Linked DNA regions of Mus musculus: region 2 is linked to region 1. A link is a contact called in public Hi-C data. All regions are on one chromosome and are shown on one strand. The core of a region is the stretch at or near the end of the contact, and the rest is flanking DNA. Distances in the headings are between cores, read along the strand shown. Region 1 holds the start of Bnipl (BCL2/adenovirus E1B 19kD interacting protein like). Region 2 overlaps Prpf3 (pre-mRNA processing factor 3).

What was found. Hi-C and Micro-C count contacts between places; a contact is called where the count stands out from the background.
Region 2: a contact with region 1 is called in a Hi-C map of bone marrow-derived macrophages, with 14 read pairs. The contact joins the enhancer-like site here to the promoter of Bnipl in region 1. A contact is called at or near these places in 4 of 39 promoter capture datasets (the C10 cell line, hippocampal neurons, liver and 1 more), 1 of 484 Hi-C or Micro-C datasets (bone marrow-derived macrophages) and 4 of 9 other capture datasets (adipose tissue, liver, macrophages and 1 more).

Annotation. Positions count from the first base shown.
Region 1 is chr3:95,249,779-95,252,790 of GRCm38.p6, reverse strand. Bnipl (BCL2/adenovirus E1B 19kD interacting protein like) reads left to right here and starts at 1,598. Exons shown (of 10, transcript NM_134253.2): 1 at 1,598-1,826; 2 at 2,529-2,624; 3 at 2,921-2,985. The coding sequence starts at 1,783.
Region 2 is chr3:95,838,421-95,841,553 of GRCm38.p6, reverse strand. It overlaps Prpf3 (pre-mRNA processing factor 3), which reads left to right. Exons shown (of 16, transcript NM_001316751.2): 9 at 805-884. Among named protein-coding and RNA genes, the nearest start is that of Prpf3, 16 kb to the left of the region's middle. Within about 2 kb of position 1,818, at least 5 of the 459 cell types and tissues checked have an H3K27ac peak or open chromatin away from gene starts, as enhancers often do. A contact at or near this core is called in bone marrow-derived macrophages, where this site is marked.

The DNA.
Region 1 (3,012 bases), core at 349-2,848:
GTATAGACCAGGCTGACCTTGAACTCAGAGATCTACCTGCCTCTGCCTTCTGAGTGCTGGGATTAAAGGCATTGACCCACCCCCGACCTCCAGCTGTTTTTTGTTTGGGTTTTTTTTTTGTTTGTTTGTTTGTTTTGTTTTGTTTTGTTTTTTTTGAGACAGCATTTCTCTGTATAGCCCTGGTTGTCCTAGAACTCACTCTGTAGACCAGGCTGGCCTCAAATTCAGAAATCCACCTGCCTCTGCTTCCCAAGTGCTGGGATTAAAGGCGTGCGCCACCATGCCCAGCACCCCCAGATATATTTAACTTTCTATTTAAAGACAGGGTCTCACTAAGTTGCCCAGGCTGGCTTTGAACTTGCATTCCTACCTCAGCCTCCTGAGAAGCTGAGATTACAGGCCCTCACCAGGACCTACTTTTAAAAGGTAGGAGCTAGGTCCATGAGATAGTATGGGCAGAGGCAGGCAGGGCTAAGATGACCATCTGAAGTTGATTCTTTGCACCTACATGGTAAAAGGACAGTACCAATTCTCACAAGGTGCCACATACCCACACACTCAAAAATAAAACATAATTTATAAAAATGTTAAGAGCTGGGGAGATGGCTCAGTGGTTAAGAGCACTGGCTGCTCTTCCAGAGGTCCCACTGTTATTTCCCAACACCCACAGGGCTCACAGCTCCTAGTAACTCCAGCCCAGGAAATCTGAAACTTTCTATCCTCCAAGGGCACCAGTCACACACCTGGTGCACAGACAGATATGTAGGCAATACACCTATGCACATTAAATTTTTTTTTAATTGTTTTAAGCTCCAAGTTCTAGAGAGGTGGTGGGTCAGCAGCTAAAACTGTGTTCTCCTCAGTCTTGAAAACGAGTTCAGATCCCAGCACTCGTGTAACAGGATGCCACTTTACAGAAGCCTATACTCCGCCTCCAAGCAGAGCTGACAGGAAGATGGCTGGTGGGCTTCCAGTCTAAGCAGTGCAAGATCCAGGATCCAGCAAAGTGATAGAGGGAAGAACACCCTCCCTGACGTCCTTGCACATGCGTGGGTGCACATACGTACTCATACACACACAATAAATAGTAGTCTAAAAATAAGTAAAACCTAGCTCCCTGTAGGACCTGAGGCAGAAAGGTCATGTGACCATCCATTCCACATCAGACTGTTCTAAAGCTTAAGGCACTTAGAAAAATAGAAGGTTGAGGAGCTGGCTAGGTGCATAAGACACTCATCCAAACAAGAGGACCCAACTTTGAATTTCCAGGACACACAAAGGCTGGGCAAGCCCAGCACTCTCTGGTCAGGGGAATCCCTAGAATTAGTCTGGGGAGCTAAAGCTAGTAGAATCAGTGAGCTCTGGGTTCAATTGAGAGACCCTGCCTCAGCAGATGGAGGAAGATATCCAATGCCAGCTTCAGGCTTCTACAGGAATGCACACATACACACACACACACACACACACACACCTCCCCTCACTCCTTAGCGGGCAAAACAAAGGGCTCCCAGGTTATAAAGAATCTGGAATGGAGACCAGAGCTCTCACTCACTCTTCACCTGAAAGCCCGCCCCCACACAAGAGGCTGGGCTTTGGGGCAAACCTGCTCCTTGGGAGGGGAGGTGGCAAAACCTGTTTGAAGATGAGGTTACCTCCCTTCCACACCTCCTGCCTCCTTAGAGCAAAAGCAGCAGCTGACACAGGAAAGTAAAGAGTTTGGGGGCTGGGGCCACAGCCTCCTATCCTCCTCAAGTCCCACAGGACACAGGACGACCTGGGAAGATGGGGACCAGGCAAGAAACAGGAAGAGAGACGTTAGAAGGAGGGTAAGTGAGACCTTGGCCTGACTGGAGCCAGAGAGGGCGTTCCCTGCCAGCCAGGCCTTCCTGGCTTCCTCAAAGAAGAACATGGGGAGAAGTTAGCAGAGAAGGGACCGAGTGGTTTTGGGACAGGAAACGAATACAGTATGGAACCAACTCCACAGTTTAAAGAAAAGTTTCTATCTTATGTGTAATAGATCCATTCTCCCTCCCCCTCCCCCTCTCTCCTATAACTCCCATCCTCTACAATAGCCATTAGGAAACCTGGCCCAGAACCAAATGTACACCCTGGTTCTGCTTCCCAGTGAGTATCTCCTTTTTTCCCTCCATCCTTGTACCTGTCCCATAGTTTCCAAGCACAGCAGGGGAAAGGCTGGGCTGACGAGGTGCCATCTGCTACTGCTTTTCCCAGGGTTAACTGGGCAGGTCTGTCTGGGTTCCAGCCAGTCGGGATATGGGACGCCTTTCACTCCTACACTGTAGGTGAAGCCACTACCATCAAGTGGATTAGCTTGCTAGGCCATCCCCTCTGCTAAGCTGAGCAGCAGATGAGCTGCTCTGTCAAGTGGGAAGGGAAAACGCCTGTACACATAGACGGGGCCTCCTTGCCATGTTCTTCACACCAGTGGCTTCCACCTGATGTCTGGCTCCCTTAGGATACTGTCTAGGTTGATTCATGGTCTTTTCTTCTGGGCCACTGACTCTCAGGGCTAAGGAGAAGGCAGGAGCCTCAGAACCAGGAGCAACCATGAAACTTGGAGAGCTGGAGCTAAGAGAGGAGTGGCAAGATGAAGAGTTTCCTAGGTGAGGCTGAGAGCTGCTCGCCCCCAGGTTTGAGTCTCGGAGACCACGTGGTGCCTCTCTGTCATCCTTTGCTCCAGTCCCAGGGGATCTGACACCTTCTTCTGAGCTCCAAGAGCACCAGGCACATGTGTGGTGCACAGATCAACATGTAGACAAAATGCACCCACAGACCTAAAACCAAACAAATTTATGGGAAATTAGGGCAAGAAAAGAAAGAAGCATGGTGGAGAGGGAAGGATGACAAGGCAGCTGGCTGGGGTCTGTGTTTAAAGCCCTGTTCATTCCCTCCCCTCTAGATTGCTTCCTGAGGAACCTGGCTCACCTGGAGACCCTGAAGACCCTCAGAGAGGCTCACAGGCAGGTAGGGAAAGGAAGGTGGAAACTAGAC
Region 2 (3,133 bases), core at 569-3,068, 590 kb before region 1:
ACACATGACAAAAGCTTTATTGGAGAACTATGCATCTGTTTCTTTATTCTGATAATGGCTTTAGCAGCCTGTGTCATAACCTTTTTTACTTTTCAAACCATTTATTTGTCAGCTTGTTTCTTGGTGACTCATTGTTGCTAATCAGAAAATATATTTGGAGCTGGAGAGATGGCTCAGTGGTTAAGAGCACTGACTGCTCTTCCAGAGGACCTAAATTCAATTCCCAGCACACACATGGCAGCTATCAATTGTTTTTAACTCCAGTTCTGGGGATCTGTGTGAGGCGGGATCTGGCGCCTGTACACAGACATACATGCAGGCAAAGCACCAGTGCACATAAAATGAAAATTTATCAAAAAAAGAAAATAGGCTGCCTGTCAGGGATATCGAAGCTGAGATTAAGATTGAGAATGACTGGTATAAAGATGTGCAACATTGGTGGTTTGTATGTATGTCTGAATGAGGATGGTGGGTCTCCTAGAACTGGAGTTAGAGACAGCTGTGAGCTGCCATGTGATTGCTGGAAATTGAACCTGAATCCTCTGGAAGAACAGCCAGTGCTCTTAACTACCATGTCATCTCACCAGCCCCAACATGTGCAAGTTTCATGAGACTTCTTGTTTGGAAAGTTATGTGTAACCTAAGTAAATGATATAGGTAGTACATAATATAGTAGAACAGATAGAAAATGGATATTTTTTCATTATGTTTCTAAACTATTCTGTTTGGTTGTTTGTTGTCTAGGCTATTTTTTATATCATCTCTACCCACATATCTTGTTTTCTCTTCTTCCTCCAATTTTAGTACAGAGGAAAATCCCAAGAGAGAAGATTATTTTGGAATCACAAATCTTGTTGAACATCCAGCCCAGCTTAATCCTCCAGGTAATGTACAGATTATCCAACTAAGGTTCTAGATCACGCAGCATTAGCCACAGAATGCATGAGCTTTCTGTCTGTGCTTTCCAACCTATAGCCACAGGTGATTTTTTTGTTTGTTTGTTTTTGTTTTTTTGTTTTTTCGAGACAGGGTTTCTCTGTGTAGCCCTGGCTGTCCTGGAACTCACTTTGTAGACCAGGCTGGCCTCGAACTCAGAAATCCGCCTGCCTCTGCCTCCCGAGTGCTGGGACTAAAGGCGTGCGCCACCACACCCGGCGTGATTTTTTTTAAATGATTTATTTTTTATTTGCATTGGTGTTTTGCCTGCATGTATTATCTATGTGTTGGATTCCCTAGAACTGCAGTTGTAAACAGTTATGAGCTGCCATATGGGTGCTGGGAATTGAACCTTGGTCCTCTGGAAGAGCAGCCAATGTTCTCTGGCCACCTTTGCAGTCCCCTTGTATTTTAAATTTTAGTTAAGTAAAATGGCAGAGCTGGCTAGTGGCTACTGAGAGACATTGATATTAATTTGTGGGTATTACAAGCTGAACTTTTTATTTATTTTGGTATATTATTTGTTTATTTTGAGAATGGGTCTCACTATGTAGACCATGATTGTCAGGAATTTTTAGAGATCCTCCTGCCTCTGCCTCCTGAGTACTGGGATTAGAGATGTGCCCACCTTGTCCCCCTCCTCCCATCTGTTTTGGTTGTTTTCATGTCCTGGCTTCCTTTAGCATTCTTAGCATTAAAGCAACAAAATCTAGCTAACTCTTTGGGTGCCCAACATAGGCACTACTATATTATTTAGGTTACTTGTTATGGAATATAAGCCTATTTGTTCCTGTGTCTGGGTAGGGTAAGGGTTGTGGAGTGAGGAGTCTGTTAGAAATGCAAAGGTCTCTAGCCTGAGACACTGATAAATGGGAGATGTGCGCATTCTTTCACTTCCCCAAATCACTTGGGATTTCTTAGTAAAATTCTAGCAATGGTCACCCCATGTGTATGTATGTGAGTCACATGTTGCTGGCCCCATTTGTGATCTTTGACTTTATTCAGTCTTCTTTCCCCCTTTTTTATTTTATTGATTTTTTTTTTATAGTTAAGTCTGTTAGTTTGGTTAAAAGAGATAGGTGGTTTAGCTGATTGGGTCTGTGACCCCAGCATTGTGGGGAATTGTGATTCGATGTAAGCATGGGATACAAATGAAGACTCTTATCTATCTCAAAAGGAGAACATTTTTGCTTACTTGATTACCATATGTACTTTAAGATAAAGACAGCAAAGGTTGTAGTTGTGGGTCTGGTTTCCGTAGGTGAGTGCCTTCAGTTAGTCACTTAGAACTTGAAGAATTTTTCCATAGAACAGCTGAATGCCTTCTTTACAGGGTACATGCTTACTGGCAGGGCATAATGATGATGCTCTTATAATCCTAGTATCAGGAAGTTGATGTAGATAAATCACTTCTAAGTTTGAAGCCAACTTGGGGTGCATAAAACCTGTTTTAAACAAACAAACAGAAGAGAGATAAATAGATCTTAAAGGATTTTAATACTTTCCCTCAGGATGAACTGAGATAGTACCATAGTGACATTCACTTGGCCATAGTTCCAGTAAGTACAGAAGAATATATCGAGACCTTGAAATAACGGTCGGACATCCTTTGTCTTAAATGCTTGGGACAAAAGTTTTTCAGATGCTGCTTTTTCAGTCTTTTAGACATTTTCATAGCATTTGAGCATTTCTCATGTGGGAATTTGAAAATGTAATCATCAAAAAGTTTTAATTTCAAGAGATAGGGGTGGCTCATTGGGTAAAGCACTTGCTACACAGATGTGAGAGACAGACAATCCCTAGAACAAGCATCCTGCCTCAGTGTACAAAGTGGACAACAGTCAAGGAAGACTCCAATTAGCCTCTGGTCTACATACACACAGGTACATACATGTGGATATGCATGCGTGTCTGCACACCACACATACAAAACAAGTCAAGTTTAAAAGGCTTCCAGGGTTTCTGAAACTGGGAATATAACTCAGTTGGTAGAATGCTTGTCTAGCATGCATTAACTCCTAGGTTGGATCTCAGCCCTACATAATCCAAGTATGGTGCCATACACTTTTAATGTCAGCTCTCGAAAAGAGATGGGGGGATTGGGGATGGCTAAGTGGCTCAATTGGTAAGAGCACTGACTCCTCTCCTGAAGGCCTGAGTTCAAATCCCAGCATGGTGACTCACAACCACTCGTAAT